4 separate regions of the Mus musculus genome follow, and all the other regions are linked to region 4. A link is a contact called in public HiChIP or PLAC-seq data. All regions are on one chromosome and are shown on one strand. The core of a region is the stretch at or near the end of the contact, and the rest is flanking DNA. Distances in the headings are between cores, read along the strand shown. Region 1 overlaps Trdmt1 (tRNA aspartic acid methyltransferase 1). Region 2 overlaps Cubn (cubilin (intrinsic factor-cobalamin receptor)). Region 3 holds the start of Vim (vimentin). Region 4 overlaps Cubn (cubilin (intrinsic factor-cobalamin receptor)).

What was found. HiChIP or PLAC-seq counts read pairs in DNA pulled down with a chosen protein or histone mark.
Region 1: an H3K27ac HiChIP or PLAC-seq map of embryonic fibroblasts shows a contact between it and region 4, with 19 read pairs. The contact joins two enhancer-like sites. A contact is called at or near these places in 1 of 15 datasets of contacts at CTCF or cohesin (the NIH/3T3 cell line), 6 of 484 Hi-C or Micro-C datasets (the C2C12 cell line, beige adipocytes, bone marrow-derived macrophages and 3 more), 4 of 115 datasets of contacts at active chromatin or transcription factors (embryonic fibroblasts, fibro-adipogenic progenitors, heart atrium and 1 more) and 2 of 9 other capture datasets (adipose tissue and liver).
Region 2: a contact with region 4 is called in an H3K27ac HiChIP or PLAC-seq map of heart atrium, with 7 read pairs. The contact joins two enhancer-like sites. A contact is called at or near these places in 1 of 15 datasets of contacts at CTCF or cohesin (the NIH/3T3 cell line), 9 of 484 Hi-C or Micro-C datasets (B cells, CD4 single positive thymocytes, CD8 T cells and 6 more), 3 of 115 datasets of contacts at active chromatin or transcription factors (epiblast stem cells, extraembryonic endoderm stem cells and heart atrium) and 3 of 9 other capture datasets (adipose tissue, liver and pancreatic islet).
Region 3: a contact with region 4 is called in an H3K27ac HiChIP or PLAC-seq map of heart atrium, with 10 read pairs. The contact joins the promoter of Vim here to the enhancer-like site in region 4. A contact is called at or near these places in 6 of 39 promoter capture datasets (the 3T3-L1 cell line, the C10 cell line, hematopoietic stem and progenitor cells and 2 more), 5 of 484 Hi-C or Micro-C datasets (the C2C12 cell line, embryonic fibroblasts and muscle stem cells), 12 of 115 datasets of contacts at active chromatin or transcription factors (bone marrow-derived macrophages, cardiomyocytes, craniofacial prominence and 8 more) and 3 of 9 other capture datasets (adipose tissue, liver and pancreatic islet).

The regions. Positions count from the first base shown.
Region 1 is chr2:13,524,663-13,527,924 of GRCm38.p6, reverse strand. Trdmt1 (tRNA aspartic acid methyltransferase 1) reads left to right here. Exons shown (of 11, transcript NM_010067.4): 3 at 2,231-2,307. Among named protein-coding and RNA genes, the nearest start is that of Trdmt1, 18 kb to the left of the region's middle. Within about 2 kb of position 1,529, at least 44 of the 459 cell types and tissues checked have an H3K27ac peak or open chromatin away from gene starts, as enhancers often do. A contact at or near this core is called in the NIH/3T3 cell line, embryonic fibroblasts and pancreatic cancer cells, where this site is marked.
Region 2 is chr2:13,383,554-13,387,176 of GRCm38.p6, reverse strand. Cubn (cubilin (intrinsic factor-cobalamin receptor)) reads left to right here. Exons shown (of 67, transcript NM_001081084.2): 30 at 3,133-3,307. Among named protein-coding and RNA genes, the nearest start is that of Cubn, 110 kb to the left of the region's middle. Within about 2 kb of position 1,401, at least 157 of the 459 cell types and tissues checked have an H3K27ac peak or open chromatin away from gene starts, as enhancers often do. A contact at or near this core is called in the NIH/3T3 cell line, adipose tissue, embryonic fibroblasts and 2 more, where this site is marked.
Region 3 is chr2:13,572,430-13,575,624 of GRCm38.p6, reverse strand. Vim (vimentin) reads right to left here and starts at 1,314. Exons shown (of 9, transcript NM_011701.4): 1 at 631-1,314; 2 at 24-84. The coding sequence starts at 1,193.
Region 4 is chr2:13,450,168-13,453,499 of GRCm38.p6, reverse strand. The region is part of intron 17 of Cubn (cubilin (intrinsic factor-cobalamin receptor)); the gene reads left to right. Among named protein-coding and RNA genes, the nearest start is that of Cubn, 40 kb to the left of the region's middle. Within about 2 kb of position 1,654, at least 86 of the 459 cell types and tissues checked have an H3K27ac peak or open chromatin away from gene starts, as enhancers often do. A contact at or near this core is called in the NIH/3T3 cell line, adipose tissue, embryonic fibroblasts and 5 more, where this site is marked.

The sequences.
Region 1 (3,262 bases), core at 280-2,779, 75 kb before region 4:
ATATTGTGGGGAGGATTGTCCTTCAGTCTCTTCCCTCGGCTCTAGCAGGCAGTAGCAGGTGACTTCTGATAGGCAAAATTTCTGGATGGAGAAATGGGTTCATTTAGAATGAATGGACACTCTGAGACCGGGAAGATAGCTGTGCTAAGAGCATGATTGTCCAAGGCAGCAAGACCTTGACTGCAGCTCCCTTCAGACACGTTGATACAATTCTGGCTGTGTACCAGGGTGGCCTTGAAAAAGGCAGCTTTTCCCAGAAAGCCTGCCAGAGAAGTCTGTTATCATCTGCGGTTGAGCTGAAACATCACATATAGGTGGAACTCCTTAGTCAAAAAGCTATAGATAAAATCAGAGTACTCAGTTCATTTATCTAGCTAACAAGAGGAAAATCACTAGTGACTAGTGTATAGATTTCACAAGCAGACACTTCACTGAGCTTGTTCATTGTTGAATACGACAATGACTGCCATGTAAATGGTACAATTGCTGAATGAAGGAACATATTGTACTTATAAAGTGAACAGATGATGAAGGAAAATGTGGATAAAGGATGAAAGGGACTCAGCTGACACTGATAAATGACTTCAGACAAGAGATTAGCATGCCACCTGGTATAGTCCTCAGGGGACATCAAATTGCTGTAGATATAGTGTATAAAATACTTTCACAGGGAAGGATGGGATAGAAGTAGCCAGCTGGAAGTTTCCATTGTTTGTCAGTTCTATGCTACAAGATAGGAAAACCATTGTCTTGTAAGTACAGGCTTCATAGCTATAAATAAAACGTGAGCAAATTGATCAGAAGCATATCTGAAGGATGCTTGTAATGTGACTAAAGTGGCCTTCCTTTCAGAAATGCACTAGTATTACAAGTAAAGATTTTATTGCTATTATTTAATGAACCTGTTTTGGAAAGAGGAACACTACATCTGAAAGCATTCATAAAATTTGGTGTCTTTTTCTGAACACATTTCATTATCATTGCAGCAGGATCCATCTGTCCTTTTAAAGATTTATTTATTATTTATATGAGTACATTGCAGCTGTCTTCAGACACACACCAGAAGAGGGCATCGGATCCCATTAGAGATGACTGTGAGCCACCATGTGGTTGCTGGGAATTGAATTCAGGACCTCTGGAAGAGCAGTCAGTGCTGTTAACTGTTGAGCCATCTCTACAGCCCCCTCTGCCCCCACCCCCCTTTTTTTTTTTTTTTTTTTTTTTTTTTTTTTTTTTTTTGGTTTTTCAAGACAGGGTTTCTCTGTGTAGCCCTGGCTGTGCTGAAACTCACTCTGTAGACCAGGCTGCTCTCGAACTCAGAAATCTGCCTGCCTCTGCCTCCTGAGTGCTGGGATTAAAGGCGTGTGCCACCACTGCCTGACTTTTTCTGAACATTTTAATCTCTTGTAATAAAATTAGAAAAAATGAGTACTTCCTCAAGATCCATGTTATTTTCTGCCCTTGTGTATGTCACTAACTTAACAGAGACAGCTGACTCATTCCCAGGTCAACTCACTCTTCAGAAATTTCCTGCTTTACCAATTTACACAAACTTGTTAGAGATTTGTCATAAAAATTATAGAGGTTGCTATGCTGGTCTATTCTTTCTACATTTCTGGCCAAGACTGCTTAAGGAGTATTGGCAAATCCCTGACATGTGTTCTCATTGTTTATCTTCTGATCTGTGTACACATATATGCGTTTTATATGCATGTGTAAAAGGAACAAGTTAGGTGTTATTTTAATTACTCCTGTGTATAATCATTTGAAGTTCCTTGTGCTAAGGACAAAACAATAAACTACTTGCTGGTATCTGAACATGAGGCCTTTTGATTTGCTAGTAAATCAGCAGAGAGCACTAGACAAGAGTGCAGCTACTCATCACTACACACTCACTGAACAGAGAAGCATATTAATAGATGGGCACTTAAAGATCCCCAGACCTTTCCCAATATAGTTGATTACAAAATAAGTTCTACATGGTCGAGTCCAAAAACGACAGCATTACACCTGAGTCTTCACAGAGGAATTAGTGCTGTGGACGAAGTCACTGTGCCTCCGCACAGCCGCACAGCTTCTTCACAAAGTTGCTTTGGACGGAGGCTAGTGTAACTGAAGCTGCGTTGTAAAGCTGTGCTGTGGTATGGAAACTGTGATCTCTGATGGCTTTAGTTCTGTCTAGTCTTCTCTTCATTCTGTCTGTTTTTTCTTTCAAATGTTTCTTTCTTAGGGTATTTCACTGGAAGACTTTGACAAGCTATCTTTCAATATGATTTTAATGAGCCCTCCATGCCAGCCATTCACAAGGTATGTGTAATAAGTGTTTTTCTCTTTGGGAAGAGTATATGGGCTGAAAATACAGCTAAGTAAATTCTTGCCCAGCATGCGTTGAGGCCCTGGGTTTAAATTATGACACATATCTCACCCTCACCAAAAGGGAGATAAAAAGAGGAAAGAAAGGAGAAGGGAAAATCAAAGAACTTTAAAAGCTTAAGCTGCACTTTTTGTTTTTACAATTTTTTTATTAGATATTTTCTTCATTTACATTTCAAATGCTATCCCCAAAGCTCCCTATCCCCTCCCCCCACCCTGCTCCCCAACCCACCTACTCCTGCTTCCTGGCCCTGGCATTCCCTTGTACTGGGGCATAGAATCTTCCCAAGACCAAGGGCCTCTTCTCCCATTGATGGTTGACTAGGCCATCTTCTGCACTTTCAAAGCTTTAAAATGCTCTGTAAATATATCCCTTCATTTTAGATATTGATAATTCATCATCGAGCATAGGAATCCGCAGTTACAGTCAGAATAGCAAAATAATTTGATCAACAGTAAATACGTAATGCTATGTTATAGGTATATCTAAGGTACATTTATTTTCTTTCAGATTATGTTACTCACTTTAAATTTTTCACCTCTTGAATTCATAGCTAATTCTGATCAGTGAAACAGAATTCCCTTAAGAAATATTTTATATGTAAGTAATTTGTGAAAAATTTTAGCATACATTTACAATTTGTGTATTTCTCAAAATTAATATTATAATTCAGATTTTTCATAGTCACATTATAATTTCTCATTTCAAATTTAATATTTTTAACAAGAACTGTGTCTTAAATTAAACCTAGATCATTTTCACTATTTAATAGTATAAATTATTTTAAGAGGCTATAGTAATAGGGTCTTATTGTTATTATTATTTTGAAAGTGAGAAACTGAGGCATAGATAGGTTAACTTTCTCATGACTGTACAGTTAAACAATGT
Region 2 (3,623 bases), core at 152-2,651, 66 kb after region 4:
CTTACAGGAGGAATGGGGTTTAGGAAAGAACAAGGCACCTTCCAAAATTCACCCTCATAGCTTGAAGAAAGACCACCAACACTAACCCGTGAGATGCTGAACAGGTTCCACTACCAACAAAGATACTACATGGTTTCATAAAACCCATAACGCTTACAAAAGGCTGGCCGCTGAATCTCTGTTAGGAATGTGCACTGTTCCAGGTTCCAAGCCCTTTATTTTCATCTTCCAAGTACATGTCATTGGTGCCCACTTGGCAAAATGTAAATGGGTTCATTGTGCTTTGGGTCTTGTCATTCCCATTACATGAGAAAGCAGAGATGTGTCGTTCTCTATAAGCAGCCTCCGAAGCCTAGGGCAGCAGAGACTCTGGCCAGCAAGTAGCACTGTTAGGGGTAGGTGGTCCTATGCCAGCGCAAAGATGTCTGTGACAAGAGTTGGCAACCTGCTCAAGTTTACATGTATTAGGACAAGCTGGGAGTTCTGTGGGCTCCTAAGTTCTATTAAGAACATAGTTTGAAGGAATATGTCAAGACCCCAAAGGCTATAAAGAGTAACTCCTTTTTCATATCTCTGCCATAGATGGAAAGTTCTGTAGTGACCTAGTGTTAAAATGAGCATAAGGAGGCTGTATTTTTTGTGGTTGTTTTGTTTTTCATTCCTTTGCTTTTTTTTTTCTTAGTCACTGACAATATATTGACAGTCGATTTCTAAATCTGTTACCCAGATGAGTGTATGATCCAGAAAAACGGCTAACTTTCTCAACTCCACACTTATTTTTTTAATCCTGTCAAGCACAGCCAAATGAAAATTACCATCACTAGACATTGGACTTTCTGGGGTCCCCTAAGTTTTACCAGGAGCCATTTCTTTCCCTAAAGAATTACTGTCCAGAAAGTGGCCAGTTGCATAAAGCAACTGCCATAATCCTGTTATGCTGACTTGGTCTTCAAAATAAATGGAGCCAACAGAGCAGAAAGCAATGCTCAGAACAGATTAACACTGCAGGCTTTGAAATACTCCCCACCCTGGGCATTTGCTAAAAACACACTTTAATCTCTGATCAGCATGCCATTTTCAGGGTTTAGTCACACTGGAGTGGAATGAATCACACCCTGAAATTCTTTCCATCCTTTCCCACTTGTGACCATACGCTAATGATCAGTTTTATTTATGGGCACCAAAAAATGCCATTTTGTTGTTTTGGTTATGGAAATCCCAGGATGGTTTTGTTTTCAGTCTCCAAGAAAGCTCTGTGCAGAGCCTGGATCAACATCCAGGAGAGGAAATCCCCTCCCTGGCACAATCAAACAAGACAATTGCTTGGTGTGGGCAGTTAGCATAGACAGGGCCTCTCAGCAATGGTCATTTGTGAGTTCAGCCCAGTACCAGGGGAAGCAAAGAATGTCCAAAGTGGCAGTGTTTATTCTTTTGGAGGCTCCTAGTCCTAGCCAACTCCTAGCTGGTATGAATATGACCGCTGGGGAATAGATGAACAAGGAAAACAAACATTATTTTGCCAACTTGTAGGTTTCTTTGTCAGCATCTAGTGCCAGCTCCGTGCTCTCTGGAAATATGTGCTGGTGGTTGCACTCCCTTGATTAGGAGCACAGGCTGCTGGCTGCATTTGCTGGAGACTGTAGCCTGGGCCAGAAGGAAAGATAGACATGGGGAAAGGGCGTATGTCGAAGGGGCCAAAGGAGGCTCTTCCTGAAGCTCTGCTTTTTATGGCCTTTTCAGGGCCTCCCAAACACTAAACATCATCTCCTAATGAAAATAAGCCCAGAGCAGTTGCTGGCTTCATTCCTTTGCAGTTACTGGCCTTGTGTTCAGCCCTCTGGGAAACAGCAGTTTCTTCTTACTTTAATTCTTGCTTTACTGGGGGCTGGGGCGGGGGTGGGGGGTGGGGGAGGGAGGGTGGATTAATCAGACAAAGAAATCATTATAGATTCAAGTCATGTACTTCTCCTCCAAAGTAGGTTTCTTGTTCTCACTGTCTCCCCCAGGGAACTCTCCAGTGAATTCCCTATCAGTCAGCTGAGGGCTTGAGAGTGAGGAAGGAAGGGAGGAGCAGGAGGAGGGAGGCCCAGTGAGAGGTGAAGGGGTGCTGCCCATTGAGACATTACCCAGAGCTGCCTTCCTGCCTGGCTTTGGCCCTGGGTGCTGTGAAGGACTCAGACACAAACATGCATGAAAACTCTCATCCAAACTGCTCTGCCTTCTACAAAGCAACTTTGATGAAACCTTGGATATGGGAGTACGAGTGTCAGTGTTTGTTTCTTTAAGTCTTATCTTCCCTTCACCCCTAGTCCATGCACACTTAAGATAAGTGTTCAGCATGTGAGCTCTGCTGGAATAGGGCTTAGGAAAGAAAACCCCTTTCTATAGAATGTACCACTGAGTTGAGGGATCCCAGTCAGTTATACAGTTGGGCAAATTTCGAGGTATCCATGAGGGTTGCAGCCATGTGAGACAGACTTGGAGGGTTTCCACATGGGAGATAGGAGATCCTGGCCATGCTCTTCAGTGCAGACATGGGGAATGCATGTCACTTCTGTGATTTCCAGAATATACTTTTGCAGGTTGTATTTTGATTTCCTCTGAAGAAACATACCTGTTATGTTTTACTCCTAATCTTGTAAAATATCCAATTTTCAGGATAGATGAGATTTCCTAAAAGTATAACTAGATAATCAACAGCCTTTAGTGAACTCAACATTCAAAAGCAAAACCAGCTTTCACCTGAGACTTCCAAGACTTAGAAAAATCAATCTTTATACTATATTATATGCAATGTCTCTCCAGAGAAAGCAAGAATCCCCAGACTGATGAGAAAGAAGAAAGCAAAAGATAGAAAAGATCCTAGAGTAGTCTGGGTGTTTTCTATCAGATGAAGCAAATAGGTATTTTGTAAGTGATTGAAAGTGTGTGTTCCTAAGGCAGAGGGAGTGCCTATAAATACTCATTTCAGGTTTATAGTTGATCCCACCAAGGGAGGCTAAGTACAATTACTAATCATAATAGAGTCCAAGAATTGGTTGCAAAAATGAGCTCAAAACAGGGCTGATATGTCTAGATTTATCTTTTAACTAATGTCCTTTTTTTTTTTTTTTTTTTTTGCATCCTTGTTAGATCTACACAGGTCTTGATTTTCACTCTCCAAGAATAGCCCAGTTGTGTTCTCGATCACCATCGGCGAATCCCATGCAGATTTCCAGCACTGATAATGAACTAGCAATCCGATTTAAGACAGACAGCTCTTTAAATGGAAGAGGTTTCAATGCCTCATGGCGAGCAGTCCCTGGAGGTAGGTGAACCTACGGAATCATGCTGTAAGCTTTTGAGCTGAAGCCTAGATGAATTTTACAAAATTATTAGAAGAAGACATGAGAGTTATCCCTTAATGACTTTGTGACTTCTCAATATCATGACAGGGTTTAACGTTCTAAGGATATGAATAAGCCAATCAGTCCATGTACGAGCAGAATTGAGGTGGTTGGAGAGACTTGTTAGCTGAACGCATGACTAGGTCCTGTTCTCCAGGTGACATCAGAAAATGGTTGGAGAGTGTACTAATGCTTTGATTCAACCATGAATCCGAGTTTCCAGACTCTGAAGGTCCT
Region 3 (3,195 bases), core at 65-2,564, 120 kb before region 4:
ATGTGAAAAAGAAGTCTACAAACCTGTCTGAATGACTGCAGGGTGCTTTCGGCTTCCTCTCTCTGGAGCATCTCCTCCTGCAATCTGAAGCAGCAGCACATTAATCAAAGGGGAACTGGAAAACCGCCAGGGGCGGGGCGGCCACACCCAACCACAAATGCCGCCAAGCCTTGAGTCCAGAGCTGCTGTGACACCTCCACCCACAGTAGTTACTGCAACTTGTCGAGGTGGCAGCTCTCTGCAGGTGTTAGCTGGAGTTGGGGCACACTGGAAAAGACAATCACTGCCCTTCCCTTACAATTACAGCCAATCCCCTGTCCCAATATCCCAGATGCCTTTGCCATCTCTTTGTCTGGAACCCTTCACACCCATTCTTTCCTCCTGTCTGGTAACTGTAAGCCCAGAAGAAGGACCTAAGAAACTTTCTAAAAAGTTCAATGGAAGTGCTTGAGTGAGGCGAAAAGAGAAATGTTCACTGCAAAGTTTAGGTTCAGGGTGGGGCCCGCTTCCTCTGCTATCCTCCAGACAACCGCCACCCCAGCCACATCCCCAAGGGCGTGGCAGCCCCAGTGCAAGGCCCAGGACTCCCCTCCCTCCCACACCCCACCACTCGCGTAGGTCAGGCCTTACTTCTCTCGCAGCCGCATGATGTCCTCGGCCAGGTTGTCCCGCTCCACCTCGACACGGGCCTTGTCGTTGGTGAGCTGATCCACCTGCCGGCGCAGCTCCCGCATCTCCTCCTCGTACAGGTCGCCCAGGCGCGACTTGCCCTGGCCCTTGAGCTGCTCGAGCTCAGCCAGCAGGATTTTGTTCTGCTGCTCGAGGAAGCGCACCTTGTCGATGTAGTTGGCAAAGCGGTCATTCAGCTCCTGCAGTTCTACCTTCTCGTTGGTGCGGGTGTTCTTGAACTCAGTGTTGATGGCGTCGGCCAGCGAGAAGTCCACCGAGTCTTGAAGCAGCCGCACGCCCGGCACGCTGCTCCGCAGGCGCACTGCCGAGGACCGGGTCACATAGGCGCCACCGGGGGATGAGGAATAGAGGCTGCGGCTAGTGCTGGGGCGCAGTGCGCTGCCCAGACTGTAGGTGCGTGTGGACGTGGTCACATAGCTCCGGTTGGAGCTGGGCCGGCTCGATGTGCCGGAGCCACCGAACATCCTGCGGTAGGAGGACGAGGACACAGACCTGGTAGACATGGCTTCGAAGGTGGGCTGGCTTGCTGCGGCTGGAAAAACTGCAACAAGGGAATGAGGGCGCGGTGGCTGTGAATCGTAGGAGCGCTGGGGTCTCTGGGGTCCCGGAGCAAGAGTGGCAGAGGACTGGACAACGCCAAGGGCGCTGCTTTTATAACACTGTTAGGAAAGAGGGTCCCCTCCCACTGCCATCCTAGCCGCCGAGCGAGCCAGCCAATGGGGACCCGGAAAGAAGTGAGGAAGGGGGGTGGGGGAGGGAGCTCCCCTCGAGCCTTCCTCCAGGGCTGTAGGGTATCAAGCACAGTCCTGTTACTAATTGGAAGTGCTAGGCCTTTCAGGGGCTTTCCTGGTGATCACCCGAACTCTCTACTCACCCTTGGGTGCTGAGAAAGAAGGGATCGCGGGAAGGATTCATGGGGGAAGGAAGGGGGGCTCTGGAAAGTTGAGTAAAGCGATCCCTGGCACTGGGCCAAAGGGGCGTGGGACTAGGCGCGCTGGTAGGAGGGGCGTGGTCGCAGTCGCAGATCTGCGGTCTTCTGGGACTGGGTGGGTGGGGAGATCCGAGAGCGGAGGAGCAGGAAGAGCCTGCAAAAGCAGTCCTGCAGATCGGAAGCCGGGGAGAGAGAAACAAAGAGGGCCCGAGATTGGGGGTGGAGAAGCACACAGCCCAAGATATCTGGCTCAAGACCTTTGCAGAGGGCTTGTTTGACGTGGTCATATCCCCTGATCTAACGGACTCAGTTCAACTAGAGAGGATTAGGAGCCACTGCCTCTGGAGTAAAGCCCAGGGGACGGGGTGGGGTCGCTGAGTCAGTGGATATGACTCATGGAGCCCTGAGGGTGAGATCGTCTAGCGGTTCAGGAAAACCGTTAGTTGAGATTGACTCCAGACTCCAAGAGCGCTAAGCTCATTCATTGTCCGAAGTTTTAAACCAACTTTGAGAATAACCGTTCTTGTGATTGTTGGGGAAGTGTGGAGAGTTCTCCTTAGAAAGAAACTCTTGCAGACCCGGGAGAGCCACAAAACACATCCACACACCCCTACCCCCATCCCCACCCCTGACGACAAAAGCTCCCTCCCTCCCTCCTTCCCTCCCTCCCCCTTTCTCTCTTTCTTTCTCTCTCTCTCTTTCCTGCATGAAACCACACCCTAAGTTCTGGGTGAAAGAGGAAACTACTTTGGTAATTTCAAAAGCAAGCCCAGTGATCTCGGCCTTTCTGAAAGTGGACTGCATTAGAAGATAAGCAAGTCGGACAAGAAACCATTGGGTTTTGCTAAAAAATCCAATTCGGTGAATGAGTTCGGAAGAAAGGCAGTTATGTAGCTCAAGTGATAAACTGAAGAAACAGATTTCTGTAGATTTTAGAGCAGCGATGCAGGGGAGAAGATTCTAGTGACTTGTCTGGGCAACGCCACAGATCCTATTTTCCACAAAGAAAAATCATGAAATCTAACTTGAAATGGCGACAACTGTCCACAAAACAAAAGGTTCAGAGTGTTGAGATGCAGCGACTGTCACCTTTTCAAAGGGAAAATGACCAGCTCAAGGCTATTGCTTCACGTTTGCTTCTAGGCAAGACTAAGGGGTCTCCGTTCTCCAAGGGAAAAGGACTTTTCAAGAAAGGGAAGTTAGGCCCTTTGTGATTAAGCACGGATAGAAAAATTACAGTTTCTTTTGGTTTGGGATTTGTGGAGTACTGAAACAAAAACAAACAAACTGGGAGATGGGTCCATTAGTGAATAGGGAAGGAAAAGGAGCTTGTATTTTGTTTTTGCTTTTGTTTTTCTTTGGAGCACAGAGTGTTCCCAGCTTACCTGGCAATTAAGAAAGGCCGTTTAGAGACACGTGCAGGATTTATGCTAGCTTTTTTGTACAAGACTCTTTGAAGCAACCCTTTGTGCACCTCATCTCAGTCAGTTCTGGGAATGCTGCGGTCAAGGTTGCCTGCAGGACTCTCTGGGACCCAGCTCTCCTGCTGTGCCTTTCTTTATTCTCCTTTCAAA
Region 4 (3,332 bases), core at 405-2,904:
GCTTCAGTAGGAGCAATCACCATAGGAGAGGAGTCTTCAGGCCATAGATGTCCACAGGGAGAAAGGGATGGTGAACGTTTCCCCCCCACACTGTCAACATCTGCACACAGGGCATAGGAAGGCTTTGAGCCTCATCCCAGGGGAAAGCTTTGATATTTTCTCGTGGGTCTGAGGCTAAGGTCCTTGGCATGGCCACTTCCATATCAACACCACACAATCACTCAGAACTTTACTCACCCGGGCCTCCTCCACTCCCCACAGACATGGAAATAATCTTATATTTATGATAAAAAATTAAAAATGTATTATACATGTGAGAAATATACTATGAAAGAAATGTATAGAGCTCTTGACTTGAATCCTATTATGACTGGTTGGAAATGGCTCCCCTGGGGACAGTACTTAGTGGGTATATGGTTGAGCAGTTGGCAACAGAAATATTAAAACAAACAAACAAACAAACAAACAAACAAACAAAAAACCAAGGGTGCCAGGTACAGTGGCCAACACAGTCCCAGAGGCTGAATAAGGTAGACATAGGATAAACCAAAGCCAAAACAAAAGAAATAAAATCCAAACAAACATAAAACCAGACTAATGTGACTAGAATCACAAAGACAGAAAGAAACCAGTAAGGGAAGTGCTAAGCTCTTGTCTCCATATATAACGATAAAGAGATGAAGAGGTTGGGGTGTCTTCTGAGAGCCTGAGGTTATTATCAGTCTCTTAGCATTGTGCCCACCCCAGTGAGTGGCCACGACAGCACATCCACGATGAGAATGGGAAGGAGAAGAGAGAGGATTGCATGCTGAGCTTGTAATCAGGAGAGAAGATACTTCTGGAAAAAAAAATAGATCACATTTTCTTGATCTTAAAAAGTTCATTTAAAAATCAAGTAATATCATTATTACTCAGACACTGCCTGTTATCTCTCATCATCTATCCCCTGCATGCTATTCTCTCATTTGGGGTGATGCTACAGTCCTTTCCTCTCTTGCCCCGATTAGCCTAACACAGTGTCTAAGATCAGGTCTCTCTGCTATTGTGTTATCCGTCAGCCTGCAATTCAATTCACAGGGAGTATGACTTCACAGTTCATACATTGAACGTTACCATACGGCCAGGCTCTCTTTTCCACCCTGGTATCGTCCAAACCTCCTTGTCTCAGAATATTTGATTTGCTTTGAGTTAAGATTTCATACTTAAATGGATTTTAGAGTCTGGAGTGTAAAAACAAATCTGGGTAGTTAGCACACAGAAAGACACATGCGAGCATTAAGCCAAGGCTTTGAGACCTGATCTATTCCACATGTCAAAGCCTCTTGCTCACTCAGCTCTGCAGTTCACATTTAAAATTTCGTGTGAACTGTGTTTTGCAGCCCAGTTAATCTTAGCTATCTGTACAGGAAATAGTTCCTTTACAAGAACTCAGGGTTTAATGAGTACTTTTTCTTTAGGAGCTAGTTCAACCTCTAAATGCCATTTGCAATACTTCATAAGCCTGAGTTATTCGTTATATCCTGGGGCTCTGGGTTTGTAATACTCAGCATTTACAAAATGAATAAATAAATCCTAGAGAGACAGTCAGCAGTGCTCACTTGCTAAGGAACTAACCTTGCAAGCACGAGGGCCTGAGTTTAATTCCTAACCCATGTGCAGGAACATGTTTGTAATCCCAGTGCCTGGGATATTTAGGACAGGAGGCTCCCTAAGGTCATCCAGACTATCGCAGTTTGTGAGCTCCAGGCCAATTAGAAACTTCGTCTCAAAGGAGGCAGATGGCATTTTTTCAGGATGACACACTAAGGGCCCCTTGGCTTCTACATGTGTGTGCCCCCTCACACACGTGTGTACCCTAACATAAATGTGCACCTGTACAAACACAAGCACCCACACTTATACAGTGAAACAAACTAAATCCTGGAGAAACCCGAGCCTCGTTCACACAACACTGGTGTTTTGCACCAGGACCTGTAGTTCCTTTGCAAATGTGACCACCAAATTGGTGAATTTACTGTACTCCCTCTGCAAGGGACCATTGTGTGATATCCATGACTTCTTAAAAGAAGGGAAACTTGGTTACTACAAACCCGGTTTCAATATTAGTTATCTTTCTCTAGGTTGTTTTATGGTAAGCAATTAATAATGTTCCCCAGGCAAATCAAAAGTGATAACAAGCAAAATCCACCTCATGGTTCATTTGTGTGTTTATTTCCTACCCCTGTCAACATGTTGTTTTGGAATCTGTTCTGCTTGAGGCTCTGTTGATATGGCTTTGGCTTTGTAGGACCCAGACTCCTGATTTCTCAAGAGGAAAAGCAAAGAATGTTTGAGTCACCCACTGACAGTCAAGGCCTCTATGTACACAGGTTCATCACGGCTACTCACATTCCTCAAGGCTGAGCAATTGCTGTGGCAAAGCCCATAGTCAATGGGAAGGATAAGTGTTCATGTTCCATCGGGAGGCATGGCAAGTCACATGACAGAGAATAGATATTCAATCCTCTCACATAAAAGCAGTCAGTAATTACGAAGTATGAGATAGTCTATTCTAGCTTCCAAGCACAAAGAAAAGAGATTTCTTTTGGGTGAGAGTACAAATTTACAAGTGCTTAGTCATTAAGTACAAGTGAATTTGGGATCAGTTCAAGCAGTTGATAAATTTTATTCCAGTATCTCTCTTTAAAATGTGATGGTTAAAGTACTGCTGTGCCTGAGGTCCAGAGAGAATACAGGCTTTCAGAATTAATAAGGTTTCCTTCCACAAAGAGAAATACAGCCAAAATCAATTGTACCTTCCAGGACTAGTGCCCTTGAGGCCTGAAAGCCTCTCTCATAACATCTGGATGGCAGCTGCATTCCCTTGCTAACGTCCTTGAGCTTCATTAATCAGGACCCAGGGGACCGGCCACTTCACCTAGCTCCAATGCTGCCTGGCTGTTTTTCTTCCTTCTTGTCATCTTCTAATGGACTAATAGAAATGAGAGACAATGATTGTAGAAGAAGCAAATAGAACCCAGGGGATGAGAGCAGGGTACCATATTACTCGAGTTTCCTGTGTTCTAGTCTTCGGGAGCAGCAGTATGTATGCTGCCTCTGTTAAAGACTGAATTGAAGATTGTGCACTCTCACGTTAATTGATCAACAGGAATGTATCAAATGCTATAAATGCCTGTTTACAGGCTTTGTTTTGCTTGTCTTTTGGTTTGGTTTGGTTTGGTCTGGTCTGGTTTGGTTTGGTTTGGTTTGGTTTGGTTTGGTTTGGTTTGGTTTGGTTTGGTTTGGTTTTGTGAGATACTAAAGGGACACTTTCTTGTCCCTCTGAAACTTGC